4 separate regions of the Sus scrofa genome follow, and regions 1, 2 and 4 are each linked to region 3. The links are chromatin contacts, called in public HiChIP or PLAC-seq and promoter capture Hi-C maps. All regions are on one chromosome and are shown on one strand. The core of a region is the stretch at or near the end of the contact, and the rest is flanking DNA. Distances in the headings are between cores, read along the strand shown.

Region 1 (6,773 bases), core at 1,829-4,328, 500 kb after region 3:
AGCTGTGGTGTAGATCGGTGTAGCTCGCAGATGTGGCTCAGATCTGGTGTAGCTACAGCTTGGATGTGACCCTTAGCCTGGGAACCTCCATATGCTGTGGGTGCAGCCCTAAAAAGACAAAAAAAAAAAAAAAAAAAAGAAGAAGAAATGAGGCCATTCGGTTTGGGGAGAGGGTCAGCTGACGGCTTCTCAGGTGAGGGTGCTACTCTGATAAAGGACTTTCTAATCTCTAGGTCGCTTGGAGGGAGAAGGCAGGGCTGAGGTTGGAGCTGACTCTACAGGGGGAAGAAGACACTGCTCAGTGTGATTTAGGTGCATGGGTCCTGTTTTTTCTGTTTTCAGGTTATAAAAGCAATACACAAATGCATGCCTCTCACTCCATACTTCTTTCTCCGCCTCCCACTGAAGAAAGGGAGTAAGTAGCATGGGCCTATTCAGGGCTCTGGTGGTTAAGTCAAGCTAAGAAAAATGAAGGCAACTATGTTGTCCTCGGTGTACAAGTAACCATAGGGGTTGTTTTTCGTCATATCAAGTGTGACGCTTGCTTAGTACTTACTAGAAAGTATTAATAAGCAAAGCGAAGAACATCTAAAAACACACTGAACCCACAACCAAGAGAAAAATCACTCAGCGTTTGGCGCAGCTTTCGCCTCTGTCCACGCATGTGCAGATCTGTATGTACATGCACAAACTTTCTCTCCTCATAGCAACAGGAACACAGGGAAAGAGTCTTGGATAACATGTTTTTCAGTTTCACTGTGTTGTATGACATTTCATGGAGCAGCATTTTATAACATCAGTTTAAGGGCTGCATCATAATCCATTAAAGAATACTCCTTTCTGGTACTTCTAACCTTGGGCAGGGGTTTATGGCAGACAATACTGTTCAATAAACTGTTTTGCTCTGGGAGGGCTCTTTCTCTCCATATTATTTTGAGTTAATATGTACTAGTATCATATACGTCCGTTCAGAAATGTGATGGGACAATTCAAGTCATTTGTTTTATCAGGAGAGAGGAAGTGATGAGAACATTCTTACCAGAGAAATGATCCTTTAAAAAGTATAGGTTGTTGGGATTTTAGGTTTTTGTTTTCTCTGTTTTCAGGTGGTAAAAGCAATACACGAATGCTGCAAGCTAGGCAGACATGTGATATTACAAAGAGTAACAGGTTCCTTCCATGGACTCTGGATACCACTGCCTGGAACTGGCTACTGTTAATAGTTTGGTATGCCTGTCTTCCACATATTTATAAGGCTACATATATGTGTGAACAAGAAGCCAAGGAAATGATCCAGTGAGGGATCACACCTACCACACACCAGCAGGCAGGACAGACACTGGATTCTGGCAGGGGCTAGGAAAGGGCCACTCACAGGGACATAGCTCTGAAAGTGCAAAGTGAAGGAGCCCCAAGATTGGGGGGATCATATTCCAATAAACTCCAGGCCACACAGCCACTCACAGAAATGAACATGGAGGAAAGGAAGGCAAAAACATGCCTCCCTGTTCTTTTGGAAATGAACTTCTCAACTTGCACAAACTCCTCCACACTTGGCCCCGGCTCCCCATCGGCAGGTCTCTGAAGGCACAGGTCCTGTGTGCCACATGACTGCCACAATCTGGACACGCACGGCTCAGCTCTGCAGGCAGCCAGAGGCATCTGAGAGCCCTGCCGGTTTCCAGAGTGAGGTCAGGCTTGGCTGAACCTACCAGAGGTTAACACTGTCCACACAGGGGGTGGTGTGTGTTCCCATTCAGAGAAAGATCACAAATAAGCGGGTCTAAAGCCCGGTGAAGTGACTAAAGCCTCTGAAGCATTTCCTTAGACCAGTGGTTCTCAAAGTGTGGTACTGGGGACCCAAGAGAGCCACGTGGTCAAAACCATTTCATTATAATACCAAGATGCTATTTGCTATCCTCGCTCTCACATTTTCAGGAGTCTACAGTGCAGTTTTCCAGAGGCTACATCACATGTAATAGTGCAACAGTCTGAATGCAGAAGCAGATGTAGGAATCTAGCTGCTGTCTATTACACCTGACATTAAAGAGATTTGCAAAAATACAATACAATGCCACTCTTCCCATTAAGATTCCGTTTTGAAAAGAATGGTTATTTTCATGAAAATATATCAACATATAATACATCCATTATTATTTTTAACTGAATTTCTAAATAAACATTTCTGTTTTAGTTATGTATGGTACATATACATATAACCCACATAAACCAAAGTCCTAAGTAAAGGGGTTTTTGACTCCTTCCCCCAAAGTTTGAGAACGGCTATCCTAGAGGCTGTCCAGACTCCCTACCCCCACCCGGGAACACCCTCACCCTACCTCCTCACACCACCCCCTGAGGAGGGTTCTAAGTGTGGCAGGGAGGGAGGATGGGCCATTCTAAAGTGCTGGCTGAATTAGGAAAGGCTGCCTGTGCTCCTTCCTGGATCTCTGAATCCAATAGGACGGGCTCTGTGCCCACCCCTTCCACGAGGGTCTCTTCCCCCTCCATTTTCATTTCAGCAGTTAGTGTGGACTCCCCATCTGTGCCCTCCTCAGTGCGGATTTCCCTATCTGGCCACCCGCAGCTCCGTGAGAGGCGCACACCCTCTTTGGGGTTAGGACTTCCCAGATCAGCCCGAACTGTCTCAACGTGGATTCTTCCGGCGGCCCGAACAGTCCAGGCAAATAAGGCTGAGGGGAGCCATTTCCCTGTCCTCCGCGCGGCACAATCTGGGGACAGGGCGAGGGGTCAGTCCCCAGGAACTAGTCCCCGATTCTCCCCTCGGCCTTCCCCGGATCCTCGCCCCGGGCCACCTTGTGCGCTGCAGCCGGGCGCCGGGAAGGTGCCCGGGTGCCGCGGGCTCGCACCCACCCCGCCTGGGCCGGAGCGGGCAGCGCTCTGGCCTGGGGACGTCAGTCGGGCCGCGTAGTACTCACCGGTACTGCACGGCAGGGTCTGACGGGCGGCCCGGCACCAGGCTGCGGGGCGCTCCAGTGCGCTGCTTGGTTCCAGCCGCTGCCTCCGAGCGCCTCCCTCTGTCGCCCTCGGGCCACCGGCCGAGGGGCGGAGCCGGGGCGGGGCGATGGTGGGGTGGCCGGTGCCCGACTAGGACCCGAGGCCCGAGGGGCGGGGTGGGGCGGGGCCTGTAGGCTGCGGGAGACCTCGCCCCCGCACGCCGGAGGGAGGGTGGCTAGAGGTCGCTGGCCGGAAGCTGTCTCCGGCCAGGATCCTCCTCCGCGGGCCCAGGGCCTGGGACACGCTCTCTATGGGGAGTGGAGTGTGACTGCCCGGCTCGCTAGAAAGTAAGCCCAAGGCGCGGGGAAGAAATGCTGCATTTTAAAATGATTTGGCCGTCTCGGTGGAGGCTTCATTATCTGGCGCCCTGGTACCTGCGGTCACCTCCCCTCTCTTTCCTTTTGCCCCCACCCCCACCCCTGTCTTTAATGACTTGCAAAGCACGCTGAATGACTTGCGGGGACTTCAAAGTTTCCATGATTACGAATGCAGAGTTTAAACGTTAATTTTTTTATTTTATTTATTTATTTTTTAATGTGTAACAACACTTCCTAATGCAGGCTGTTCACTTCTCAGAAGTCAGAGACATGGCCGAGTTGACACTGAGTGGGTTTTTTTGTCTGCACCGGCTTTGATATGTTGCTTGGAGTTGCGCCTGCTCAGGCAAAGGTGGATGATTAGGTCTTTCTAGATGAAAGGTGAGATATTCTTGCCCAGTTTATATAGAGAGTGATTATAGTTTTCTGTCTTGAGTTTCTGAATAAAAGGATGAATAAATAATAACTAATACTGATTCCGGCTGCTACCAGTTACCATGTACTTACTCTGCCAGGGCCCTGTGATGCATATGTTATTCAGTTCATTTCTTCCAATTGCCCCATAAAGGGAGAAATATGACCTTGTTTTGCAGACATGAAATGTTCCTTAGCTGGGATTCAGTCCCCAGGGATTTCTGACTCTTAAGCCCCATTTCATCATGCTGCACGGTAGGCTATAGCTGTCCCCTACTTAAATTTTATATTTAAATATAAAAGGTTATCTTTAATTTTGAAAGAGGACATATCCCTTTTATTTCCAGTATGGGAGAAGACTTTTTTCTCACCCACTTTCTAAAGTCCTTTCATTCACTTTCATTGAACAAACTCCAACCTGAGGAGTTCCCATTGTAGCTTACTGGGTCATGAACCCAAACAGTGTCCATGAGGACTTGCGTTCAATCCCTGGCCTCGTTCAGTGGACTAAGGATCTGGCGTTGCTGCCTTGAGCTGTGGTATAGGTTGCATATACCACTTGGATCTAGGTGTAGGCAGCTGTAGCTCCTATTCGACCCCCAGCCTGGGAATGAGTGTGGCCCTAAAAAGGAAAAAAAAGAAAAAGCTACATTCATAACAAGGAAAGGCAGTTCTTGGGCTCATCTTAGCCTCCCACAAATATCCAACTGCCACCCCTTTCCATGCCAGTCATAGTCTTAATTTTTATGCCCTCTTTCTTACTGAGTGCCTTAATTCCTGAGCTGCCTTCGCAGGAAACCAGGATCCCCTGGCCATCTGCTTTACAATTAAGCACCAATCCCCTCAACATAGCTACTAATACAAACCAAATGTGATTAAATGTCCCATTGAATCCTTACAAGAGCCCTTGGAGACTTGTGACATTGTTGCCACTTTGCAGATGAGGAAACTGAGATTCAGAATGATTATATGACCTGCTTCAGGTCATATAACTTGTAAGTGGTGTTGCCGGGGTTTGAGCAAAGGCTGATCTAATTCCAGAGCTTGTGCTTTACATTCTATGCAACCAAATAAAATTTTATTTATATGAACATTGGCTATTGTGAGGTTATATGTTATTCATTCTTTGCAGAAAAGAAGAGGATCTTAAATGTCTTAGGAGGGAACACTGATCTGTTACCATATGGTCTAGAATTTGTAATTATTTTCAGGGCTGCGTCTCCCTGATAGCACAGAGGTCCCTGCTGCAGTCCTGTAATTTAGGTGCTCACAGGTAAAGATGCTCCCTATCCTGGGGGTGGAGATGTTGGAATTGGGAGCAGTAATGTCACTCTTCTGAAGTTGCTGCTATTGATTTATTTCATTTTTTTTCCCCAGAAAATGATATGGTGATGAGTTATTCACAGCTGAACATATACCTGATATTTATGTTGTACATGCTAGTATTGTAAATGCTCATAAAGTCCAGAAGGGATACTTCCATTCAGACTGAAGTATGTAGAGAGGTAACCTCAGTCCTCTTCCTGGTGGTCTAGAAAAAGAAGGCAAAATCTAAGAGATGGCAATCACAGCTTTAAGGACAGGCATGATGGCCACTCAGAGAGGCAGTTTCCCAGTACAACACTGCCACCTGTCAGATGCAGGCAGTAAATACACCTCTTAAAAAGGGGGCAGCTAGTGACCTGTCACCAAGGGCTTCTTAAAGATGAATGCCTGGGGTTTGAGATTGGAATATGTACACTGTGATATATGGAATGACTACTGTATAGCACAGGAAACTACGAAGTATTCTGTGTTGATATATATGGGAAAGGAATCTAAAAAAGAATGGATGCGTGGCATATGTATAACCGAATCACTTTGTTGTAGAGCAGAAATGATCACAACATTATAAGTCAGTTTTACTTCAGGAGTTCCTGTTGTGGCTCAGCAGAAACAAATCTGACTAGTATCTATCAGGATGCAAGTTTAATCCCTGGCCTCGCTCAGTGGGTTAAAGATCCTCCATTGCCTTAAGCTACCGTTTAGGTTGCAGATGCAGCTCAGATCCTGTGTTGCTGTGGTGTAGGCCAGCAGCTGCAGCTCCAGTTCGACCCCTAGCCTGGGAACCTCTATATGCCATGGATGCGCCTCCCCCAAAGATAAATCAACTATATTTCAATAAAACTTTAAAAAATGGGAGGGGGGGAAGCTGAATCCCTGGGGATTTTCCCTGTGGTGCAGTGGGTGTAGGATCTGGTATTGTCACTGTAGTACCTTGGGTCACTGTGGTGGCTCAGTCTTGATTCCTTGCCTGGAAACTTTCATATGCCACTGGTACAGCAAAAAAAAAAAAAAGCCAAATGGCTGATCCATACATAGAGGGCTAACAACTCTGTAGTCTGATGTCCCCATTTTGGGGTCGGTCAACTAAGACTTGACAACCTATAAGGGAAAGGCCCATTATACTCACTTGTCAAATGGAAATTGTATAGACACAGTTCGCCTAGCCCCATAAGCATCTCCATTTAGCTGAAAAAGTAGCAGCTATCACTTTGGAGAAACTTTATACCCCATTATACCACCTGAAATAAGTTCATTGGTTCACTGGGGCCTTTGATTCACAAGTTTCCACTCTATTTTATTTTTTTTTTCATTTTTTTGCCACCCTGTAGCATATGGAGATCCCAGGCCAGGGATCAGATCTGAGCTGTAGTCACAGCCTAAGTCACAGCTGTGGCAATGCTGAATCCTTAACCCAGTACCAGGCCAGGGATCGAACCTGTGTCCCAGTGCTTCCAAGATGTTGCTGATCCTGTTGCACCACAGCACAAACTCCAGGGGTCCACTTTAAAGCTTAGGCCTGGTTCACTGATGGTTTGGCTGGGTTGGATCCTGTTAGTGTCCACTGGGGCTGTTTTGGCTATTCAGCTGCTGCTCAGTATATGCCACCTGGAAAACTAGTATGATTGTCCACTCCATGGGCAGAACTCAAGACCATTGCCATAACTTTGGCCAATAGTCCTTGTGATGAAACATATTTTT
Region 2 (7,555 bases), core at 4,077-6,576, 350 kb after region 3:
AAATATAGAGTTTACTATGACTTCAAGGCATAAATCTTAATATTTTTTATTTGGAAGAATTTCAAACGTATACAAAATAGTACATGAGAGGAGTATAATTAACCCCCACTTACCTATCAGCTTCAACAATTAGTGGCTCCTTACTAATCTTATTTCCTGCTCTCATTATTTAGAAGTAAAATGCAGGCTTCATGTCCTTTCATTCGTAATTATTTCAGAAGTTAACTCTAAAGATAAGAATGCCCCTTTAAAAATACAGCCACAAGGAGTTCACACTGTGGTGCAGTGGGTTAAGGATCCAGCATTGCTGCAGCTGGCATTTAGGTCGCAGCTGTGGCCATATGGAACTCCCATATGCCACGGGTGTAGCCAAAAACTTAGTTTTTTAAGAGCAGTTTTGGGTTTATAATGAAATTGAGAGGAAGCTTAGAAATTTCCCATATATCTTCTGTTCTAACACTTGCATAGCCTACACCATTATCACTCACAGGAATAGTACCTTTTTTTTTTTAACCAAAGATGAACCTACAGCATAATCACCCAAAGTCTATGGTGTTCATTCTTGGTGTTTAGAATTCAATGGTTTTGGACAAATGTATAATAACATATCCATTAGTATGATAGTATCATACAGAATATTTTCACTGACTTAAAAATCCTCTGTACTCTGCCTGTTCATCTCCCCACAACCACCCCTCCCCTGACAACCACAGATCTTTTGTCTCCATAGTTTTGTCTTTTCCAGAATGTCATATAGTTAGAATCATAGAGAGCTTCTCAGTTTGGTTTCTTTCACTTAGTTATGTGTAATTAAGATTCCTCCAGGAGTTCCCTTAGTGGCTCAGTGGTAATGAACCCAACTAGGATCCATGAGGAAGTGAAGTGGGTTTGATCCCTGGCCTCACTCAGTGGGTTAAGGATCCAGCATTGCAGTGAGCTGCGGTGCAGCTCACAGATGAGGCTCAGATCTTATGTTGCTGTGGCTGTGGCACAAGCCAGTGGCTACAGCTCTGATTTGTCTCCTAGCCTGGGAACTTCCATATGCCGCTGGTGTGACCCTAAAAAGCAAAAAAAAAAAAAAAAAAAAAAAAAAAAAAAAAAAAAAAACCTCCATGTATTTTCATGGCTTGACAGCTCGCTTCTTTTTGGCACTGAATAGTATGCCATTGTCTGGATGGATCAGTTTATTTACCTATTTACCTACTGAAGTACATCTTGGTTGCTCCGAGTTTGGGTAATTATGAATAAAGTTACTGTAAACATTTGCGTGCAGGTTTTCGTGTGGACAAATTTTTAACTACTTTGGGTAAATACAAAAGAACAAAACTGTTGGATTTTATAGTAAGAGAATGTTTCGTTTTGTAAGAAATCTGCAGTCTTCCAAATTGGTGCCATTTTGCATTCCCAGAAGCCATGAGTAATTGTTCCTGTTCCTCCAGTTCCTCCCCCACAGCATTTGTATTGTCAGTTGTCCAGATTTTGGCCGTTCTAATAGGTGCGTAGTGGTATTTCATTGTTACTTTGCACTTCCCTGATGTCATGTGATGTGGAGCATCTTTTCCTATGCTTACTTGCCATCTGTACATCTTTGGTGAGGTGTCTGTTAAGGTGTTTGGACAATTTTCAAATTGGATTGTTTGTTTTATTATTGTTGTTTGTTTTATTATTGTTGAGTTGTTTATTATTGTTGATAGAGTGTGGGTTCTCTATTACTCTTTTTTGCTCTCTATATATTTTTAAGAAACTGAGTTGCTTGTCTGAAGTTTTTACAAACTGTATTTTTTAATGTATCATTTTGATGTTATAAAAGGAGTTCCTTTCCCCCCGTATTTATTTTTAAATTATTTTCCCCTTATAGTTGGTTTACAGTGTTCTGTCAGTTTTCTACTGTACAGCAAAGTGACCCAGTCATACATACATATGTACATTCTTTTTTTAAATAAGTGGTTAGATCTAGAAACTTAATCAGATTCAATTGTTTGGCAGTTACTTTACAGGCAGTGAGGCAGTCTTCCACCAGGTGGCGAAGCTGCTGTCTTTTTGAGATTTCAGCCTCTATTGATGGGGACACTGATTCATTGACAAACTAATGGTTGCAAAATAGTGATATTCTAACTCTGCCATTCTTTTTTTTTTTTTTTTTTTCCTTTTGGCTGTGCCTGCAGTATGCAGAAGTTCCTGGGCCAGAGCCACAGAAGTGAAAATGCCACTGTACCACCAGGGAAATATCATCCATTCTTCTTTTATTAGGTTTTTAAGCCTCTTCGAATAAATTTCCACCATCAACTATTTTGTTACTTTAAGATGCAATTTATATAAAGAGGCCAGAAAATGCTTGATTTTCCTGTATTCATCAGTTTTCAAAATAATGAGTTGGTTCCCTAACACCATCAAAAAGTGATCAGTGAGGGTTTTTTTTTTTAATCATTATGAACTCAGTTTGATATGTGAATGTATTTGATATTTTCCATTCCACTGAAATCACTATACTTATTGATGCTCACATCATTTCATCCTTGATGAGTGGAAGTCTATTCAGGTTGTCTCCTGAATCCTTTTGACATAAACATAATAGTCTTTAAAAAACTTCCTTGCTTTCTGCTAAGACAGGATGTTCCAAGCTTATTTAGCATTTCCTAACTGGACCCTGAAATTAGTTATTTCTCCAAGGCATGGTTCTCAAAAGTGTGATAGGGGAACCCCTGTAGTCCCTATGATCCTTTCATGGGGTTTATGAGGTCAAAACTATTTTTATAATACTACTGACATGGTGTTTGCCCTTTTTAACTCTCACTCTCTTGCAAATATATATGGAGTTTCCCAAAGGTTACATGATGTGTGATATTATGATTATGCAGAAGCCACTATAAGAATTCTGTCACTTATTAAACCAGACATTAAAGAGATTTACAAAGATGTAAAACAATGGCACTCTTCTAAGTAATTTTTGTTAGTGGATATTTTGTTATTTTTAAATGTTTTAATTTTTTTTTCTTTTTAGCGCTGCACCTTCAGGCTAGATGTTGGATCAGAGCTGCAGCTGACAGCTTATGCCACAACCATAGCAACACCAGATCTGGGCCACATCTTTAGCCTGCACCACAGCTCTCCACAACTCCAGGTCCTTAACCTATTGAGCAAGGCCAGGGATCAAACCTGTATCTTCATGGATACTAGTTGTGTTCTTAACTTTCAGAGCCACAGTGGGATCTCCTAAAATGTTTTAATTTCTAATTCAGTGAACATCAATAGATATAACCCACATAAACAAAAGTTCTTTGGGGCATCAACAACTTTAGGAATTTTAAGAGATTCGGGGGAATTCCCATCATGGTACATCAGAAACGAATCTGACTAGGAACCATGAGGTTTCAGGTTCGATCCTTGGCCTCACTCAGCGGTGCCATGAGCTGTGGTGTAGGTCACAGAAGTGCCTCGGATCTGAGGTTGCCGTGGCTCTGGTGTTGGCCGGCAGCTGCAGCTCCCATTAGACCCCTGGACTGGGAACCTCCATATGCCACAGGTGCAGCCCTAAAAAAACAAAAGACCAAAAAAAAAAAAAAATAGATTTGGGGAGCAAAATGTTTGAGAACTGCCACTCCAAGGAATACTTGGTTCCTTTTAATGGAAAATGGTATTTAAAGATCACAATCTAGGAACTAAAGATGTTCAAGGTTACTGGGTTGGCCATTGTTTTTAGCCATTTCAATGGGGAGCACTAAGACAAAAATTATATATATTTAAAGATGAAATACATCATTAGTTAATACTGACTCTGTCCAAATTTAGGACTACAGAGTTTTAACTTAAACTCATACAATTTATCTTTGTATCTCCTTTCTCTCATAACACAAATCCCGGCCTAAACGTTTATTTTCAGTTGCAGGTTAACAATACCATCACCACCATCACTATCAAGGATATGGTTACTTAAAACAGTTTGACTTCTTTCTTTCTCTTTTCTTTCTTTTTCTTTCTCTTTCTTTCCTTTCTTTCTTTCTTGCAGTTCTTTTTGTCTTTGAAGTATACCTCTCTATGGATGTACAATAATGTGATGATTTAAAGTTACCTGAAGTGGGAGTCCCCATTGTGGCTCAGTTGTAACGAAACTGGTTAGTATCCATCAGGAGGCAGGTTCGTTCCATCCCTGGCCCTGCTCAGTGGGTTAAGGATCTGGCGTTTGCAGTGAGTGGTGGCGTAGGTCGAAGACTCAGCTCAGATTTGGTGTTGCTGTGGCTGTGGTGTAGGTTGGTGGCTGCAGCTCTGATTCAACCCCTAAGACTGAGAACTTCCATATATCTCAGGTACAGTCCTAAAACGCAAAAATAAAGTTACCTGAAGTGGTGTGTGTTTTTGAAATTATGCCGCCAAGCAGTCAGATCCATCTATTTTTACTTTTGATTTTTAGAGGGTGCTTTTTAAAAACCAATTTGGAGACGTTTAGCTTCTATCCTTCTTGTTTCTAGCCTACCCCCTTCCTCTTCCTATAGGTAACATTAAAAAAAAAAGTAATTTTCCTTTCCATTATTTTAAAAACTTGAACAAACATATGTATATATATACATTTAGTATCACTACCACCCTCCCCTTTTTGGATAAAAGGTAGCATACTATACATACTTCTCTCCGTTTAGCTTTTTTCTCTTAACAACTTATGTACTCAGTAGCTCTCTCCAGTTTTATACAAAGCATTTCATTTAGTTATTGTACCACAACTTATTCAGCCAGCCCTTTACTGAGAAATTGAGCGGTAATTTACAGGATTTTATTATAAAGAGTGCTGCAGTTTGTGCACATTCTTTTCATATTTTTACCGCTGTATCTTTAGACTAGAGGTCTAGAAGTGGGATTGCTGGTACGAAGGGTGAACGTGTCTAATTCTGCTGGATAGTAAGCGACTTTCTACTTCTGCAGTACTGATGAAGGAACAGACGAGACAGCTGCTCAAGGACTCTTTACCAGAACATGGATGTAAAGGGTCCCCCACATACTCTAGGTTACGGGAAGAGGACGAATTCCAAGGTGGGAGAGGCAAATGAATTTTGCATGTAGAAGTCACTCATTGAGTCACATATTCACATACTTCCAGCTCCCAATACACCAGTTCTTCCTGGTCAGAGCGTTTAGTACACTGACCTCTGATACTTCCTGTTTTTCATTACTTCCCTCCTCATCCGGTAGCTAACTGTCTGCCAGTAACCGCCTCTCTCTGGAAATCTGGGCGCGTAAAGCGGTGCGGGGGTCTGCAGGAGTTTGCGCATGCCTAGTCACTACGCGCAGATTGGAGCCGCTCGAGGGCAGGACCCCAGTGACGTCGTAACGGCGCGCCGCTCCCAGGTGTCCTCGCAAGGTCGCTTTGCAGAAGGGGAAGCGCGCGTATGTGACAGGACCCTCGTTCAGGGGCGCGCCGTGTCTTGCTTCCTTGGTACCGGCGGCGACATGTCGGGATATACGCCCGACGAGAAACTGCGACTGCAGCAGCTGCGAGAGCTGAGAAGGCGATGGCTGAAGGATCAGGAGCTGAGCCCCCGGGAACCGGTGCTGCCCCCGCGGCGGGTGTGGCCTATGGAGCAATTCTGGAATAAGTTTTTGCAGGATGGAGCCCCCTGGAAGAACGTGGTGAGTGATGGCCCTCTCCCACCCCCGCCCCGTCGCGGTCCCCAGCCTGGCTGCTGTGACGCCTGCTCTCTGTAGCAACATTAGGTAGGGACTGATTCTCCCTTTCCCCGAAAGTACTGGTAGTTTCCCAAGGGGGAATTAGGTTCTGCCGAGACTTGGGTGTAGTGGGAACGCTGTCTGGTTCCTAGAGTCTTGGCCTGGGGGTCAGGAGTCCGGAGCACGTTTGGCTTTGGGATTGTCATACCATTTAACTGTCAGGTGTGATGAGTAGGAGGTGAATCTTTGCCTGGGTTTTACAGGATGGTGCAGCCTTGCATCTCTTTTGACTGTGGGAATCTTCCCTCAGAATGGTAGCCAAGGATTCACTAGAGTTAAAATTCAGTGATTTCGGTATTTGAGGACATTTGTCTGATCTTTGAGGTTGAGATTATAGAAACTAACTGCCATTACACCGAACCTAGAAGACAGTGTGCTTCTAACTGGTAGTACAGCTCCATGTAATCATCTTATAAGAATGGGTCCTATTGGGTTCTTACTTTATGCCTGACATTTTTCAAGGGTTTTACATGTGTTACTTAATTTTATTTTGGACTCCTGTAAGGTAGAAATTGGTCCTAATCTTAATTTTAAGTGTGGAAACTGAGGCCTACAAAAATTCAGTGATGTAGCCATGGTCTCAGGGTGAGGAATTCGAGTTCACATTGAAATCCATGTGTATCTACTTTCTTACTGAGCTACGAAGTCTGGTGCACATTTTTCTGAGCAAGTGGTATTAGATACTTATTTACGGTGGTAAAATTAAACTCTAAGTCAACTCTCCTCTTTTCTCCCTTTGGATTTCTGACATTTTACTAACTGATTTGGCAACCACTGGTTGAAAGTTGACATACCACCCATCAAGCAAGCGATTTAAGGAAGTAAATAATAATTTGTTGAAATCTGACTTACTTCATGTTAACCTTTTCCATAATCATATCTATTATAACACTTAAAATTTAGATTGTCCTTTCCCTGAAAGGATAGGTCCTATTCTTTCAAATTGGCTGCCCTGGAAAAGTTCCAGTTTTAAATGACTTTTGCCTTTCCCTTTTTTTTTTTTTTTTTTTTTTTGGTCTTTTCGGGGCCGCACCTGCAGCATATGGAGTTTCCCAGGCTAGGGGTCAAATCGGAGCTGTATCCGCCAGCCTACGTATGCCACAGCCACAGCAGTGCCAGATCCTAGCCGCGTCAGCGACCTCCACCACAGCTTACGGCAACACAGGATCCTTAACCCACCCAGCAAGGCCAGGGATCGAACCTGCGTCCTCACAGATGCTAGTCAGATTTGTTAACCACTGAGCCAGGACAGGAACTCCTCTTTTTAAAAACAGTATGTCTGAAGGCAGCTCACTGAGCATGGAACACCCCATCCCAGTATGTAAGACATCCTTTTTCCAGCATTAGTGTACTCATAATTATCTGCCTTACATCTTAGATGGTACAAGTGATGTTGATTATGTATTTGAAATTGATAAATTAGGGAAATGAAAACTCTGTATGCTGATTATTCTGGTTAAATCTATTAAAATTATTTTTTCATTATTTATGCCATGTTTTGTCTTAAACTTATAATAGGGATATTTTTAGAAGTCTTTTAAAAAACGTATATCTATAAATACATTACTATATCTCTGCAAAATACTGCTTAAGCCTCCTTTGCTCTGAACTCTGGAGGTGTCACCTAGTAGGCACTGTGTTTAATAAAAATATTCGAATGCATGAAATTAGCTGCAGACTTTAAGGAAATATGTAACATTTAGGGATTTTACAATGAGCATGACGTTGTTATAGCATTGATGCTTTTTTTTTCCTGCCGCAAATGTGAAAAAATAAGGTATCTATTTCTTGTATGCTTTTTCCCCCAGATCTATAAGACATACCGACACAGCATCTTTGC
Region 3 (6,572 bases), core at 3,289-5,788:
TAGTTGGGTTCGTTAACCGCTGAGCCACGAAAGGAACTCCGAGCAGTAAATATTTTTTATTTTTTTAATTTTTTTGTCTTTTTGCCTTTTCTAGGGCGCTCCCATGGCATATGGAGGTTCCCAGGCTAGGGGTCTAATCAGAGCTATAGCCTCCGGCCTACGCCACAGCCACAGCAACACCAGATCTGAGCCGAGTCTGACCTACACCACAGCTCATGGCAGTGCTGGATCCTTAACCCACTGAGCAAGGCCAGGGATCGAACCTGCAACCTCATGGTTCCTAGTCAGATTTGTTAACCACTGTCCACGATGGGAACTCTGAGAGCAGTAAATATTCTTAAGTGAATAAATGAATTGAGTGGAATAGAAACACTATCAATATTTTATATCCTCATACTTTTACTGTTTGTCATTTTGATTAAACTGTAGTTTTTATTGGGTTTAATGGTCAGTCTTTTTCCCTCTCAACTAGTCACGTACACCTTCATGTGATCAGCCAGGACTTTGATTCTCCTTGCCTTAAAAACAAAAAGCATTGGAATTCTTTCAATACCGAATACTTCCTGGAATCACAAGGTAAACAGTATTTTTTGATTTTCACCAGTTGTCCTTACATTTGTTTCAGTTATTTCCCTATTGATAAATTGTCTTCAGGAGTTCCCATTGTGGAGCAGCGGAAACAAATCTGACTAGGAACCATGAGGTTGCAGGTTCAATCCCTGGCCTCTCTCAGTGGGTTAACGATCCAGTGTTGCCGTGAGCTGTGGTGTAGGTCACAGATGCAGCTCGGATCTGGTGTTGCTGTGGCTGTGGTGTAGGCCAGCAGTTGTAGCTCTGATTAGACCCCTAGCCTGGGAACCTCCTCCATATGAGGTTGTGGCCCTAAAAATGACAAAAAGACAATAAATAAATAAACAAATAAATAAATAAATATTGGCTTCAAAAACCATGTACAACTTTGTGTTGCCTACACAGAGAGCCCCATTAAAAGGAACTGGATTATTTGGATTGTAGTAGGATTGCCACTTTGTTATCAGCAGACTTCTTAGGGAACTTAGAATACTGTTAATGTCAGGGTCCAAAGAATGTTGTTTATTCTAACAACAGGAGACTTAAGTGTGGTCCTGAGAATTATTGGAGTTAATGGGTCTGAAAGCTCTAAACTGTTATGTCTTTCTTCTGTCATCAGTTGGGAGGAGTGTGGGGGCTGCCTTCTGTCAAGAGTGGTTACCTAACAGGGTCTGTGTGTATGTAGAAGGAAGCATATGTAGAAGAGGTATGTACATTGTAGAACTTTGTATTCTAGGATGTTAACTAGCTAACCAGGGGTTAAGCCCTGTGATAACAAGCCTTTGACATAGTAACATGGATTGCTTAGAGTGTGTCCTGGAGGAATGTAATAATCTCAGAGGTAGGTTGCTTAGGTTTCGAATCTGCCAAGCCCATTCCCCTAACCTCTAGTTGACTAGCTTCAAGGATACCTGGCCTATTTGGAGTCAGATTTTCTTTTAATTGTTTGTGGGTTTTTTTTTGTTTTTTGTTTTCGTATCTTGGCTTTCCAGAGTAGCTGAGGTCTAAACTTTTTTTTCCTTTCTTGCAGCTGTGATTGAGATGGTACAAGAGGCTGGCAGAGTGATTGTCCGAGATGGGATGCCTGAGCTCTTGAAGCTGCCCCTCCGTTGTCATGAGTGCCAGCAGCTGCTGCCTTCCATCCCTCAGCTGAAAGAGCATCTCAGGAAGCACTGGCCAAAGTGACTCTGCAGCAGGTGTGGCTGGTTGTTTACAGCAAATTCCTGGCACCTCTTTGGAATTAAATGTGAATTTTTATTTCTTGAATTAAAACATACATTTTTTTTTTTTTTAAACAAAACTTGTTCTATTCCTGAGTGGCCACAATGTGAGGTGACTCAAATTAGTTCAGGAATTAGGAATTTGGGTTTGTCATGGCTATGGTCTCTGTTAAGGATGGCTGGGACAGGCATGACCCAGCATCTCCAGAAGCCCTGTCAAAGTTTAATAGGAGTAAAGCTATGTTCAAACTGACCTGATGCAGGATATGAAAGCAGAAGACTGCTTATGTATTTCTGTTTCTAGTGATACCCTTCACCAGAGCAGCCAGAATGGTCTCTTGTTTATCCCAAAGGCACTAATTGGGATTGTAATCTGATCTTAACCTGGTCTGTAATATTCTTTCTCTTTCCCCCTTTCATTCCTTTCTATTCCCAACTACCCAAATGCTCCCTTCTTGGGAAGCCTGTCTCATCAGTTATCAGTAGTTTAATCTAGGTGATGTGGGGGGAGGGAATTTTCTTCTTTTTTTTAATGGCCGAACTGTGCATATGGAAGTTCCTGGGCCAGGGATTAAACCCAAGCCACAGCAGTGACCTATGCTGTAGCTGCAGCAACACTGGATCCTTTAACCTACTGTGCTGGGCCAGGGATGGAACCTGAGCCACTGCAGTCAGATTATTAACCCACTGCACCACAGCTGGAACTCTTGAGTTTCCTTCTAATATCAGGAGTTCCTGGCTGAAAATGAAATACTCAGCCATGTATTCATCACTGTTCAAATGTCAGGTCTTCTTAGTGGCCTGCTTGAATCTGTTGTCTAAAAATAAAGTTCATTTGTTTGGGGCATCTCTCTTGGGTAATTGAAAACTTTCAGGAGTTCAGCTGATAGTCACAGTGTTAGTTCTGATGTTGAAAAGGTAATTACTGAATGAGAAAATTGCACAGAACCCCATCTCTCCACTTTTCCCTGAGAACAAACATGGATGGAATGGTTGGATTAAGTTGGTTTTTGGATAACATCAGAACTAAAGGTGAAGGGAAATCTAAAACGTTTTTGATCAATTGTTGATCTGTTTGGGGATGTGACTTTTTTTGTTCTAAAGTTTGTTTAAAAAAAAAAAAGCCAACAACCTCTCTGGAGAGGGAAAACCTCAATCCACACAGACCACATTTGATCTCATTGTCTTTCACAAGTAAGATGCCACAGTGGTTTTTGATGAGTGTGGAAATAGTCATAATTACTAGTAATTAATGAGTATAGCAGCTAACACTTGTCCAACTCTTGTGTTTCTAGCATTAGCGCTTTATTCAGATGATCTCATTTATTTCTCACTGTATGTAACTCTGGGGGGAGTAGGCACTATTGTTATGCCGTTTTCTTTAAAGAAAGATCTAAGATCTAAAAATGAAGATCTAAGAATCCTTTTTTATCTTAGCCCTATCGTAGCCAGTTTTTTGTTGGTTTTTTTTTTTTTTTTTTTTGTCCTTTTAGGGCCACACCCGCATCATATGGAGGTTCCCAGGCTAAGGGTCTAATTGGAACTGTAGCCACAGCAACTCGGGATCCGAGCCTCACCTGCGATCTGCAGCACAGCTCATGGCAGTGCCAGATCCTTAACCCAGTGAGCGAGGCCAGGGATCAAACCCACAACCTCATGGTTCCTAGTCTGCTGCGCCACGACGGGAACTCGATAGCCAGTTTTATTAAAATTAAAGGCAGCTGTTTTATTAAAATTAAGTGGTTGAATGTAGATGGACACTTTAGACTTTTAGCCAAGAAGGCATATTTTTAAATGAGTTCTTCTGTTGCTATAAGAGAAGGTAGGTAAAATATTACAGAGCTGAACTGGAACCTGAAATTAAGCAAGTGAATGCCTCGTATGAGAGCATGAAGAATAGGCTTTGAATAGATCTCAAGTCAGCTGGAAGAAAGGGCTCTCAAATTCCATTAACCTCTCTAAAATGGAGTAATATAATATTTATATCTTAATATGTTATTAGTTTTTTTTAAAGCAAGCTAACTACCACCAAGGAATGAGCTTTGGGTTTTAGAGTTTCCTCATGATGAGGGTTCTGATGCTTTTGACTCAGGGACGGGTTGGTAGGTGAGCATCATGTAAGCAGTTGTCAGATGACTCACAAATCAGTGGTATCCTCAGATGCCTGAGAATTTCCCTGTTGGCAGCTGCTCTCTACCCAGACTTCAGGGTAGGAAAAGGCCTGGGTGTAGGGCAGTGGAAACAGGAGTTCTAGGATTCTCGGTCACTCACTACTCAATTCCTTTTGCCTGTTGTATTTTGCAAATTTATCTTGAGACCGTTTATTTCAACTTCGTCATTTTTAAATGGCAGCTAGGACTTGTAGATTTAAGGGATTCATTTAGCAATTTAAACCAGATCTTGGCCTGTATTGAAGTTGGATTCTTGACTCTTACCAGGTGTTCTCAAGGCACTGACATCTTATTTAAGAATAAGGAATGGGATCAGATCAAGATCTCCCCTTCTTGTCTTACCTCATAATATTTTCTTTATCTAAAGATAGAATAGGAATAAAAGGACTAAGGCTTATATTTGAAGCTCAGCTCTGTTACATGTTAGCTGTGTGACATTGGGGTAGTCATTTAATCTCTGTGGCCTTAATTTCATCATCTGTGAAACTGAGCTAAAATGTGTGATCCCAGGTTGACTGTGAGGATTAAACAAGTATGAACATGCAAGGGCCAGGTACCTGGGTAGTCCAGCACTCATCAGTCCTCTTCTTCTCTGCTAAACTCTAACCCCATCTGACCTCTGAGACCTCATTGAATACTCTCTTGAGCAAGTTCTTTTTCCCTTCCAGTCTTCGTTTCTCATTTTAAAACCAGAGCCTTGGACTAGATAATCCTTGAAATCCCTTTCAGTAAGATTCAAGTCTTCAGACTCCAGCTGTTTAGCTCCTATTGCTCAGTCCCCAAGGTCTCCTTTTTTTTCTAAAATCAGAATTGACCAAAGAGCTTTCTAAAACACAAGAGATTCTTTACACCCATGCTTTAACCTATAAAGTAAGTTTTTGAAGAAGTCTTCATCTGCCCCACTTTATGCTGATTCTGGGCCCATGGTGGGGAGCCAAGGGCATAGCTGAATGTAGGTGTTTAAATGACGCTATAGCATTCCCTTTTTTCCATCTCTTAGTTCTGCCTTCCTATGTTGACTCTCCAGGGGACAACAAAAATAGCCACAGGCCTCAGCGGCGGGAGGGGGCGGGGCATTCCTTTCCCCTGACATTCCTGCCAAAGTATAGAAAGGGCTCTGACTCTTCTCCTTAGGTCACAGACTCATCTCTGGACTAATCACTGTTGAGGATGACATATTATGGTCACCTTGGACCATCTTGAGGGGTGAGGAGTGGAAGGCCACAGGACTGAGGCCCCTGCTAGAATTACCCAGAACAGGGAGGAGCAATTTGCACAGCAGTTGATCTTTACTGCTCATACAGACCGCACACATATCCCAACACACTGGTAGTTCCATTGGCCCCACATGGTTGTCATGAGATATAAGACTGAAAAGCAGGCAAGCAGACCTAGGCTTCTGGCAGCTACATATTGAAAGGTTTTTTTGTTTGTTTTCTGTCTTTTGTCTTTTTAGGGCCACACCTGCAGCATATGGAGGTTCCCACGCTAGGGGTCAAAATGGAGCTATAGCCGCCGGCCCATGCCAGCCACAGCAACACAGGGTCCAAGCCATGTCTGCAACCTACACCACAGCTCACAACAACACCGGATCCTTAACCACTGAGCAAGGCCAGTGATTGAACCCGTGTCCTCGTGTATACTAGTCGGGTTTGTTAACCACTGAGCCACAACAGGAACTCCTACAAATTGAAGGTTGACACAACCCACCGCCCCCAGGCCCAACCTGTACTGTTTGCTTTTTATGGAGGAAAAACTATCAGAGAGCTTCCTTGCCTGCCCACTTGCATTTCTCACAAGCCTCCTATCCTAATAAATCTATTTATTGCCTATCAAAAAAAATCCCTATCATATTAAAATTGAATAATTAGTTACTAGCCAAGGATCTTGTGCAGAGCTGTAGGATATACTCTTAGAATGATGGCTAGAGTTGCCAGAGTCCTGGGGTACTTCCATGTCCTGGCTTACCTGCAGACCACCAGCCTCTGCTGCTCTTTCATTGATTCCACTCAGGGATAGGAGGCCAGGGCCAGGGCAGAGAAACTGGCTTTGGAAGTTACCTGAAAAGGCAGTTGAGCAGCTGACTTCTTATCTACTACTGATAGAATTTTCACTATCATACATATCTTTTGGGTTACAAATACCTAGGGAATTGCTTGAAAAACATTACTTTTGCTTTTAAGAACTCATAAAGGGGAAAATGTCCATGAAAGAGCAAGGGGAAGGAATAGGTCAAATACTAAACTATAATCCCTCCAGCTTGTCAGGCATTAGGAAAGAGACCCAAGATTTTGGACAGAATCCCCAGTAGGTATGTGAATAACAGCCCCCCTCCCGAAGAAATCTGTTGATATAGATTGAGGAAAAAAAGGCACCCCTGGCATGTGGAAGCTTTTAACCCATAACTCACCCCTAGGGCTGAGGCTCATGTAGGCTACAAATGAGCAGCCTTACGGGCTGGGGACCCTATTTCTCACCAGACCATGAGGTTCTTTAGGACAGATGCTATTTCTTGGGTTCTCTATCATACTCAATAAAATTCAGTGTACCTGGAACAGAAATAGGATCCCAGTAAAATTTTGTTGAATGAATAAAACCTTGTGTCATACTT
Region 4 (7,578 bases), core at 4,305-6,804, 440 kb after region 3:
CCACCCAGACTACCCAGATCAATCTTGGAGATCAGTGGAGTGACACGCTCTAGCCACCTCAGTCTCCTTGAGATCTGATGAGTGGTTATGCAGGCTGCAAGTCCCAGAACCTGTCAGTTACATAACTCCTAGGCTTAAGTTTATTCATCTGTCAAATAAGGGTAATACATACCTACAAAAGTTTGTAGAGAATGTTTAACCGACATAACATATAAGAATTGCTTGATATACATAGTAGTTGCTTGTTAATGGTAACTATTAGTAGTATTCTTAGCGAGACACAATAAAAATGGATTATTTAAGCCAACTTGCTTGCTGATTTTTATTCATTTTTCCATTTGTATTTTATGAGAGTATTAAGGTCCTGGTCACCAGTTTTAACGTGGGCTTTTTTTCCAGGCCACCATGCAAGTCACCAGATGGGTGTCCTATAGTTCACCTCCATTCTGCCACTGTCTGCCTGGAGATGGCGTCAGAGCCCTGCAGGTTTAAGTGCCCTGCCTCCTGCCTACTTCAAAAGCCAAATTGTTATTATTACTTGTGCTTCTGACCACTTGGCTACAGGTGAGAGGTTCCAGCAACCTCCTTGGGCCTTAATTAACTTGCAAGAGGGGCGTACAGCACCCAGAGAAACACTTTACTTACTAAATCACCGGGTTCTTATAAAAGGATTTAACTCAAGAACAACCAGGTGAAAGAGATGCTGGCAAAAGGGCTGAGTTCCTGTCGCCTCTGAACCTCTTTGTGTCCACAAACACAGAAGCTCTTTGAACCCTCTCCTTTGGGTTTTCTGGAAGCCTTGTTACGTAAGCGCGATTGCTTAAATCATTGGCCACTGGCATTTGATTCAACCTTCAGCCCCTTTCTGCTCCCCAGAGGTCAGGGGATAGGACTGAATGTTCTCATCAAGCAGGTTGGTTCTCCTGGTAACCAGCCCCCATCCTTAGGTGGAGCCCAGAAGTCACTCATTAACATAATAAGAGATACCTTTGTTGCTTTCATCACTTAGGAAATTCCAAGAGTTTTAGGAGCTCTGTGCTAGAAAGGAGGACCAAAGACAAATACGTATTTCTTATTATAAATCTTAGTCTAACAAGTATGTCTTTTTATATGTGATTGCCCTTTTTGGATGCTGCTATTTAAGCACTCCAGTAGGATACATACAACATCTACTGGGCAGCGATTTGAGAAAATTTCTTTCAAGTAGCTAAATATTTCGGTTAGGATGAAGGTGAGTAGTCTTCCTTTCTAGACAGCCAACAGAAAAATGCAGACTAAAGCCAAAATAAAAACAGAATTTCTTTGCTTGACTTTAACATGGGAGTCAAGCTGTTGCAGGCAGAGTATGGCACAGAGTATGCATTTGGCATTTAGCTAATATTTATTTATGTAGCCTTTTTAGGGCTGCGCCAGCGGCATATGGAGGTTCCCAGGCTAGGGGTCGAATCGGAGCTGTAGCTGCCAGCCTACACCATAGCCACAAATCTGTGGTCCCCACCAGGGCTGACTTTGTGATATTTTCATCTGAAATGGAAAGCCATCTTTCAGTCAAATGCCTGAGGGTGCCACAAGGCCAGTAGACTGAATCCCACCCTTCAGACTGACATCATTATTTGAATTTTAAAACAAGAGTTCCCCGTCGTGGCTCAGCAGTAGATGAACCCGACTAGCATCCACGAGGATGCAGGTTCGAACCCTGGCCTTGCTCAGTGGGTTAAGGATCTGGCATTGCCGTGAGCTGTGGTGTAGGTTGCAGACTTGGCTCGGATCCCATGTTGTGGCTGTGGCGTAGGCTGGAGGCTACAGCTCTGATTCGACCCCTAGCCTGGGAATTCCATATATTGCAGATGCAGTCCTAAAAAGACAAAAAACAAAAAACAAACAAAAAAATCAAGTAGCCAATGGGTCAGTTTTCCTCAAGTGTGCTGTGAAATGCTCTGAGAAAAGCAGTTCTGTGGGCAGATGGGCTTTTATATTGTCCAATGCCCCCTCTCCTCTCAAATGAGCAGTTTCCAGCACACACTTCTATCGTGTGTCCTTGTGTCAGTTCTGTGGTGATAAGGCCCATCTAACCCTTTGTTTCCTAGTCCACTGACCCTGCTGCCCTTTTATTCATGGAACATTGTTAACGTCCTGCAGTAGCACAGTAGCCGATAGCCAGCCCTGATGCTGACTAGACAGCTAGAACCAAATGGTTGTATTTCAAGATCATAGCAGTCACTCTGTTTTATTGTATTATGTATTAAATCTCCAGATTTCACTCCATAAATCTGTATTTAATTTGTAGACCTCAGTTTGGAAGGTGCAAATTGTTAAAACTGTTAAAAATATCAGCTATAATTATATAATCTTTGTTCCCAATCATTAGGCTGTCCAGGTGAAAAAAACAACTTGGGTGTTAAATTCTGTCTGCGGTCATGACATTGAACAACTTCCCAGTGGAACTTTGGTTACTCTTTTTTAGAAGCAGCTCTACATTGCTCCTGCATAACCCTGTGCGTACGCCACACTGTCCTAATTCAACCCCGAAGGGGGAACTGTGCCAAAAATCAGGTTCTTGATTTAGGTGACTAGAAAACTCCCCAATGTTTTTTAGCCTGGGAGACAATGTTTTTACTCGGAGACAGATCTCTAGGATCACAAATTATTAACTCTCAGCCCAGAGCTGCAAGTGGCCATATCCCTTGGCACACAGAATGGTCCCAAATGAGGCCATCACAGATGGGAGGTGAGAGGGGAAAATGATAGGGAAGGAACTTGAGTCACTAGATCCAATCAAGCCTGTGGCCATGGCCACGCCTGTTCTTCAAGTTCGATGAGCCAGGTTTTTTGTCTGGTTGTTTTTTGCTTTAGGCAGTTTGAGTTACGCTTCTAACACTATAACTAAGAGAGTCGTGACTGGTACATCCTTCCCATAGATAATTCTCCACTCACGTGAAGGCTGTCCATAGCTAAAGACACCTGTGCTTAATTGCTGCATTAAAAAAGTTTGTGAGTTTAAAACAGTTCGTAAATTAACTCACTTTGCACACTGAGGAAAGCTTGATTCCCTAGGAGGGAATCAGACAGGAATGGATTTAGAAAACTGCAAAAACAAAGGCAATGGGAACCCCATGGAGAGGAAGGAGGGGCTAGGACCAGCAAGAGCAGGCATGTGTCTGATCTGGAGAGTAAGCAGACCAGCGCCTTCTTGAGAAACCAGGTGAAACGGGTTTATATGTTCAGCCTTGGTGGGGTAACGTTGGGACAATGGTTGAGATACTTTATTAATGAACAGGATGGAGGATGTGTTTAGAGGGAGAAGTCCAGAAGTAAAGGGACCCCATCCAGAATTCACAGCCAGCTGTAAGGATTCCTTTCCCCATAACGACTGACTGTGGAGTGCCAGACTCTCCCCCTCTCAGTACTGGAGGGTGGAGGTCTGTTTTCTCAGCCCTTCTTTGCGTTTTCATGCTGGGGCTGATCTTAATTCGAGGGTCCCAGGCTTTTATTGTGCAACAGGGTTCTGTTTGTGATTTTTATTCGTGAACAGAAGCTAGATCCCAAGACCTGAGAGGGAGGGGTGCTCCATAACCTGTCCCGTTTGCCATCTGGGAAGAGCTGGAGAGATTTGATCCTAGGTGTTCTGTTGACCAGCCCACACACCCTGAGTTTAAAGTTGAGATTTCAGAGTTCCCGTGGTGGCTCAGTGGTTAACGAACTCCACTAGTATCCATGAGGACTCGGGGTTGATCCCTGGCCTCACTCAGTGGGTTAAGGATTCGGCGTTGCTGTGAGCTGTGGTGTAGGTTGCAGACGTGGCTTGGATCCCGTGTTGCTGTGGCTGTGGTGCAGGCTAGCAGCTGCAGTTCCAATTGGACCCCTAGCCTGGGAACCTCCATATACTGTGGGTGTGACCCCAAAAAGACAAAAGGCAAAAAAAAAAATGATAATAATAAAGTTGAGATTGCAAGCTCATTACAGAGAGATTAATTTGTGAGCTATAAGGTGCCCTGTTATGGACCAAATATGTCCCACCCAGAATTCATATGTTGAAGTCCTATTCCCCCACCATGACTCAGTGGAGATGGGACCTCTAGGGAAGTAATTAAGGTTAAAGGAGGTCACAAGAGGGGGGCCCTTGTAAGAAGACACCATAGAGCTCGTTCTTTCTCTCCATGTGTGCGTGCACTGGGAAGGCTGTGTGAGGACACAGTGAGAAGGTGGCTGGCTGCAAGCCAGGAAGAGCTCTCAGGAGAAAATGAATTTGCTAGAAACTTGACCTGGACTTCTAGCCTCTAGAACTGTGGGAAAATCATTTTTTGATGTTTGAGCCACCCAGTCTATGATATTCCATTATGTCAGCTGGAGTAGACCAAGACCTGTGCCCTGGAGGGATGATGTGCCTTTCAGTGATGAAAATGAGCAGAGAACCTAGATGAACATAAAATTATGATCTGCTCACCAGACTACATTATTGCCACGGATACCAGACAGCTGCTACTTTCTTCTCTGCTCCCAAACACGGCAGACAACCTCTTGGCTTGACACTGCCATTATACCTGGGTATTACTGATGTGGTAATGAAAACAGAACGCCAAGGTGATCCAGGCTTCAGGATCCTGCAGTCTGAGGTTGCTGTGCTCGAAATGTCCCGAAATGAGAGCCACACACACAACACAGTTCAATACCAACGCCACAGTTTTCCTTGAAAATAGATTTAATCTTATTCAAATTAGAAATGTTCTGCTTCTCTCTCCAAAACCCCCTTCAAACAATGTTCTCGTCTTGATAAATGAAAAAATTTATAGGAAAACATTTTTGAAGACTGAAAAGGAAAACTTCATATTTCTTCAGTGCCGATCTATCAAAAGGTACATAAATCCAAGTTTCAAATTCTGACCACGTCTGGATCATTCACTCTGGAGGAAAAGGGGGGTTGGGGAGAAACGATCACACCTAGGATTTGAATGCAAGAGTTCCTCACTACCCTGTCAGTTAACTCTGGTGCAGGGTTCAGGGGTGAAGGACTCTCAGGGCAAAGGTTTCACTGAGCAGAGGGTAACAGAGAGGAGCCAAAAAAGGGGCCAGAGAAGTATATGCGTGCAGCTGAACATTAAGAGGCTAAGAGTGAAAAATCAACATTCTGTGGATCAGTAATACTGAAGAGAGCTCAGCTCTCCCTTTCTGGCACTATTCACAACCCCATCATTCTAAGCTTCCAAATTCTAGAAAAAGATAAAAAGATCAATAAAAATAGAGAAAGTAGAAACTGCTGATTTTGTGGGCAGAGAACCGGGCCTGAACCTCAGGGCGCCCAGGGCAGGGAGGAGGGGGCGGGGCGAGGGAGGAGTGGGCGGGATGAGGGCGTGGTTAGGCAAAGGGAGGGGCTGCTGCGGTGCCGCAGGGGGTCCGTGGGCTTCAGGCTCTGCGGCTTTGTGGCAGGAATGCCAGTCTCCGAGGAAACCAGGGCCTACTTGGCCATCTTGCGGATCATGTAGTTGAGGATGCCCCCGTTGTGGAAATAAGTGAGCTCCACGTCGGTGTCAAACCTCATGACAGCCTGGAAGGTCTTCCCAGTATCGAGCTGTGAGGATGATGAAATAGAGAAGAACCGCTAAGGAAGGAAGCGATCCTGCCCGGCTGTCCTCGGGGTTCCCCTCAAAGTGCGGCCCACACCCTGGCAGCGCCCAGCACCCCAGCACCTGGGAATAGGTGCCCGCTGGCCCCAGCCCAGACCCGCTAAGCCGTAAGTTGCATTTTATTTCACAAGATCCCTAGCGGACTTCACCACAGGGTAAAGCACCGCAGAAGAGTAACTGATGGAAATGAGAGACACCAGAGCATTTTACAGCCGCCCAGAGCAGCAGGTTTGGGGTATTTTCTAACCCCTCTGCGGGGGCTGCCACAGTCAGCAGAGGTTTCTAAGGCTGTCTCTGGGGCACTGTCCCAGCTGCTCACCCAGGGACACGGCTTGGCAGCTTGCTCTGCCAGGGCGGCTGGGTCACCCTGGGACTCTGGTGCTGGCACTTTGTCCTCACCTCATCCAGGGCTGTCATTTTCACCTCTGGGCTAATCAAAGCTGAGGCTGGGGAGGGGGCCAGTAAGACTCAGGGATGGAGTGTGTCTGTTCACATTTTTATAATAAAATGGTGCTTTTGAGGTAATGTGAAAATGCCCTGTTCTCTGGGCTTTCATTACTATTCTCTGGACCAGGACTGGAAGGAACAGGAGACAGCAGGGCTGGCTGGGGTTGGGAGGTAATGACGAAACTGATGATAACCCTATGAATAAACAGAAATACATAATAAACCAACAGCAGTATCACTGTGTTGGCAGCTAGGAAAGGTGCTAGAACTCCTAAGTTGAAATCACTTTTACTGCGTGATTTCTTTTTTCTTCCAAATCTCACTGATTTCCCTCTAACAAGATGATGACGAATACAGGGTCCCTTTTACTTGGGCCTAGCCTGGAAAGGTGCTATCTTACCTTGACCTGGACTTTCATTTGTGGTTTGAGGGTTTCTGGAATGCTGATAGTGTATCGTTCCCGCCCTGTGAGTCCCAGGGTGTCTGCATTCTCCCCAGGGAGGTACTCGAGGGGGATCACCCCCATTCCCACCAAGTTACTTCGGTGAATGCGCTCGTAACTCTCAGCCAGGACAGCCTTGATTCCCTGATAAGCCAAGAGAGTAGTTTAGAAACAGTTATTCTTTAGATACCCAGACACTATACAAAAGGCTTCCTAAGTCACAACTTTTCTCACACCTAAATTCTTTCTAAGTACCAATTAATCATTGACATAAAATGTCACCCTCTAGTTATAAATAACACAGGCGAGGGCTTAACCGATTGCTTCCACTGTATGGGCAGCATGTAGGCACTGAAATGAATTCTTTCTTTCCAACCTCTGCCAGCCTTGGAGGAAGACACTATTATTGTCCCCCATTCCCCGAGGAAGCCAGTGGTTTATCTGGTATTTAAACTCATGCAATATAATCACACACTGAGCCACTCTGTGATTGCAAACTTCCATTGTATCTGGACACTACACCTCAAAGCAACATCAGGAAAATTTTCTTTTTTTCCCTTGAATTTTGCTGTTATAGGTGCACCAGCAGACACAGAAGATTTAATCAAAATTAGATTTCAGAACATACTACAGAGAAAGTAAATGATTATCTACTCTGTGCTGCTCTTATACTTCCTGTTGCAAGGATCAAGTTGCATTGAATATACTCTGGACATAAAGCTTCCTATAAAGTACATCTTATTGGTAATAACTGGCAATATACAGCAATGCTCAATAAATCAGGACACTCAATGAACTACAACACCCCATCCTCAAATATTAGTTAATGTAATATTAAGGTACCCCCTAAAAGGTCTCTTATTATCTAGGGTACTTTTAAGACCCCCAGAATCAGGGACACTAGGGCAGCTTGTTAAAAATACTAGGGTACTACCATAGATCTGTCAGAATCTTGCAGGGAGCATGGGTGGGAAGGAGATAGTGACTTCTATAAGTTAATGAGAACCATGGCTATAGAGCAGTGGTTTGCAAACTCTGGATGTTATTAGAATCACCAGGGAAGGCTTT

What was found. Promoter capture Hi-C pulls out the DNA fragments that hold promoters and counts their contacts. HiChIP or PLAC-seq counts read pairs in DNA pulled down with a chosen protein or histone mark.
Region 1: a contact with region 3 is called in a promoter capture Hi-C map of fetal skeletal muscle, with 8 times the contacts expected there. The contact joins the promoter of ACO1 here to the enhancer-like site in region 3. A contact is called at or near these places in 3 of 5 promoter capture datasets (fetal liver, fetal skeletal muscle and liver), 25 of 47 Hi-C or Micro-C datasets (adipose tissue, alveolar macrophages, blood and 13 more) and 2 of 2 datasets of contacts at active chromatin or transcription factors (alveolar macrophages and skeletal muscle).
Region 2: a promoter capture Hi-C map of fetal skeletal muscle shows a contact between it and region 3, with 5 times the contacts expected there. The contact joins the promoter of NDUFB6 here to the enhancer-like site in region 3. A contact is called at or near these places in 3 of 5 promoter capture datasets (fetal liver, fetal skeletal muscle and liver), 25 of 47 Hi-C or Micro-C datasets (adipocytes, adipose tissue, alveolar macrophages and 16 more) and 2 of 2 datasets of contacts at active chromatin or transcription factors (alveolar macrophages and skeletal muscle).
Region 4: a contact with region 3 is called in an H3K27ac HiChIP or PLAC-seq map of skeletal muscle. The contact joins two enhancer-like sites. A contact is called at or near these places in 2 of 2 datasets of contacts at active chromatin or transcription factors (alveolar macrophages and skeletal muscle).

What each region holds. Positions count from the first base shown.
Region 1 is chr10:33,998,817-34,005,589 of Sscrofa11.1, forward strand. ACO1 (cytoplasmic aconitate hydratase) reads right to left here and starts at 3,079. Exons shown (of 21, transcript XM_003357729.3): 1 at 2,940-3,079. LOC110255598 reads left to right here and starts at 2,390. Exons shown (of 3, transcript XM_021064275.1): 1 at 2,390-2,750; 2 at 2,831-3,305. The coding sequence starts at 2,390.
Region 2 is chr10:33,844,017-33,851,571 of Sscrofa11.1, forward strand. It overlaps NDUFB6 (NADH:ubiquinone oxidoreductase subunit B6), which reads left to right and starts at 5,327. Exons shown (of 4, transcript NM_001044554.2): 1 at 5,327-5,619; 2 at 7,524-7,555. The coding sequence starts at 5,440.
Region 3 is chr10:33,492,948-33,499,519 of Sscrofa11.1, forward strand. APTX (aprataxin) reads left to right here. Exons shown (of 9, transcript NM_213734.1): 8 at 473-576; 9 at 1,601-2,637. The coding sequence ends at 1,755. Among named protein-coding and RNA genes, the nearest start is that of APTX, 26 kb to the left of the region's middle. Within about 2 kb of position 4,539, at least 9 of the 83 cell types and tissues checked have an H3K27ac peak or open chromatin away from gene starts, as enhancers often do. A contact at or near this core is called in fetal skeletal muscle and skeletal muscle, where this site is marked.
Region 4 is chr10:33,933,152-33,940,729 of Sscrofa11.1, forward strand. ACO1 (cytoplasmic aconitate hydratase) reads right to left here. Exons shown (of 21, transcript XM_003357729.3): 20 at 6,469-6,654; 21 at 4,682-5,566. The coding sequence ends at 5,453. It also overlaps a transcript of DDX58 not described here. Among named protein-coding and RNA genes, the nearest start is that of DDX58, 45 kb to the left of the region's middle. Within about 2 kb of position 5,555, at least 11 of the 83 cell types and tissues checked have an H3K27ac peak or open chromatin away from gene starts, as enhancers often do. A contact at or near this core is called in skeletal muscle, where this site is marked.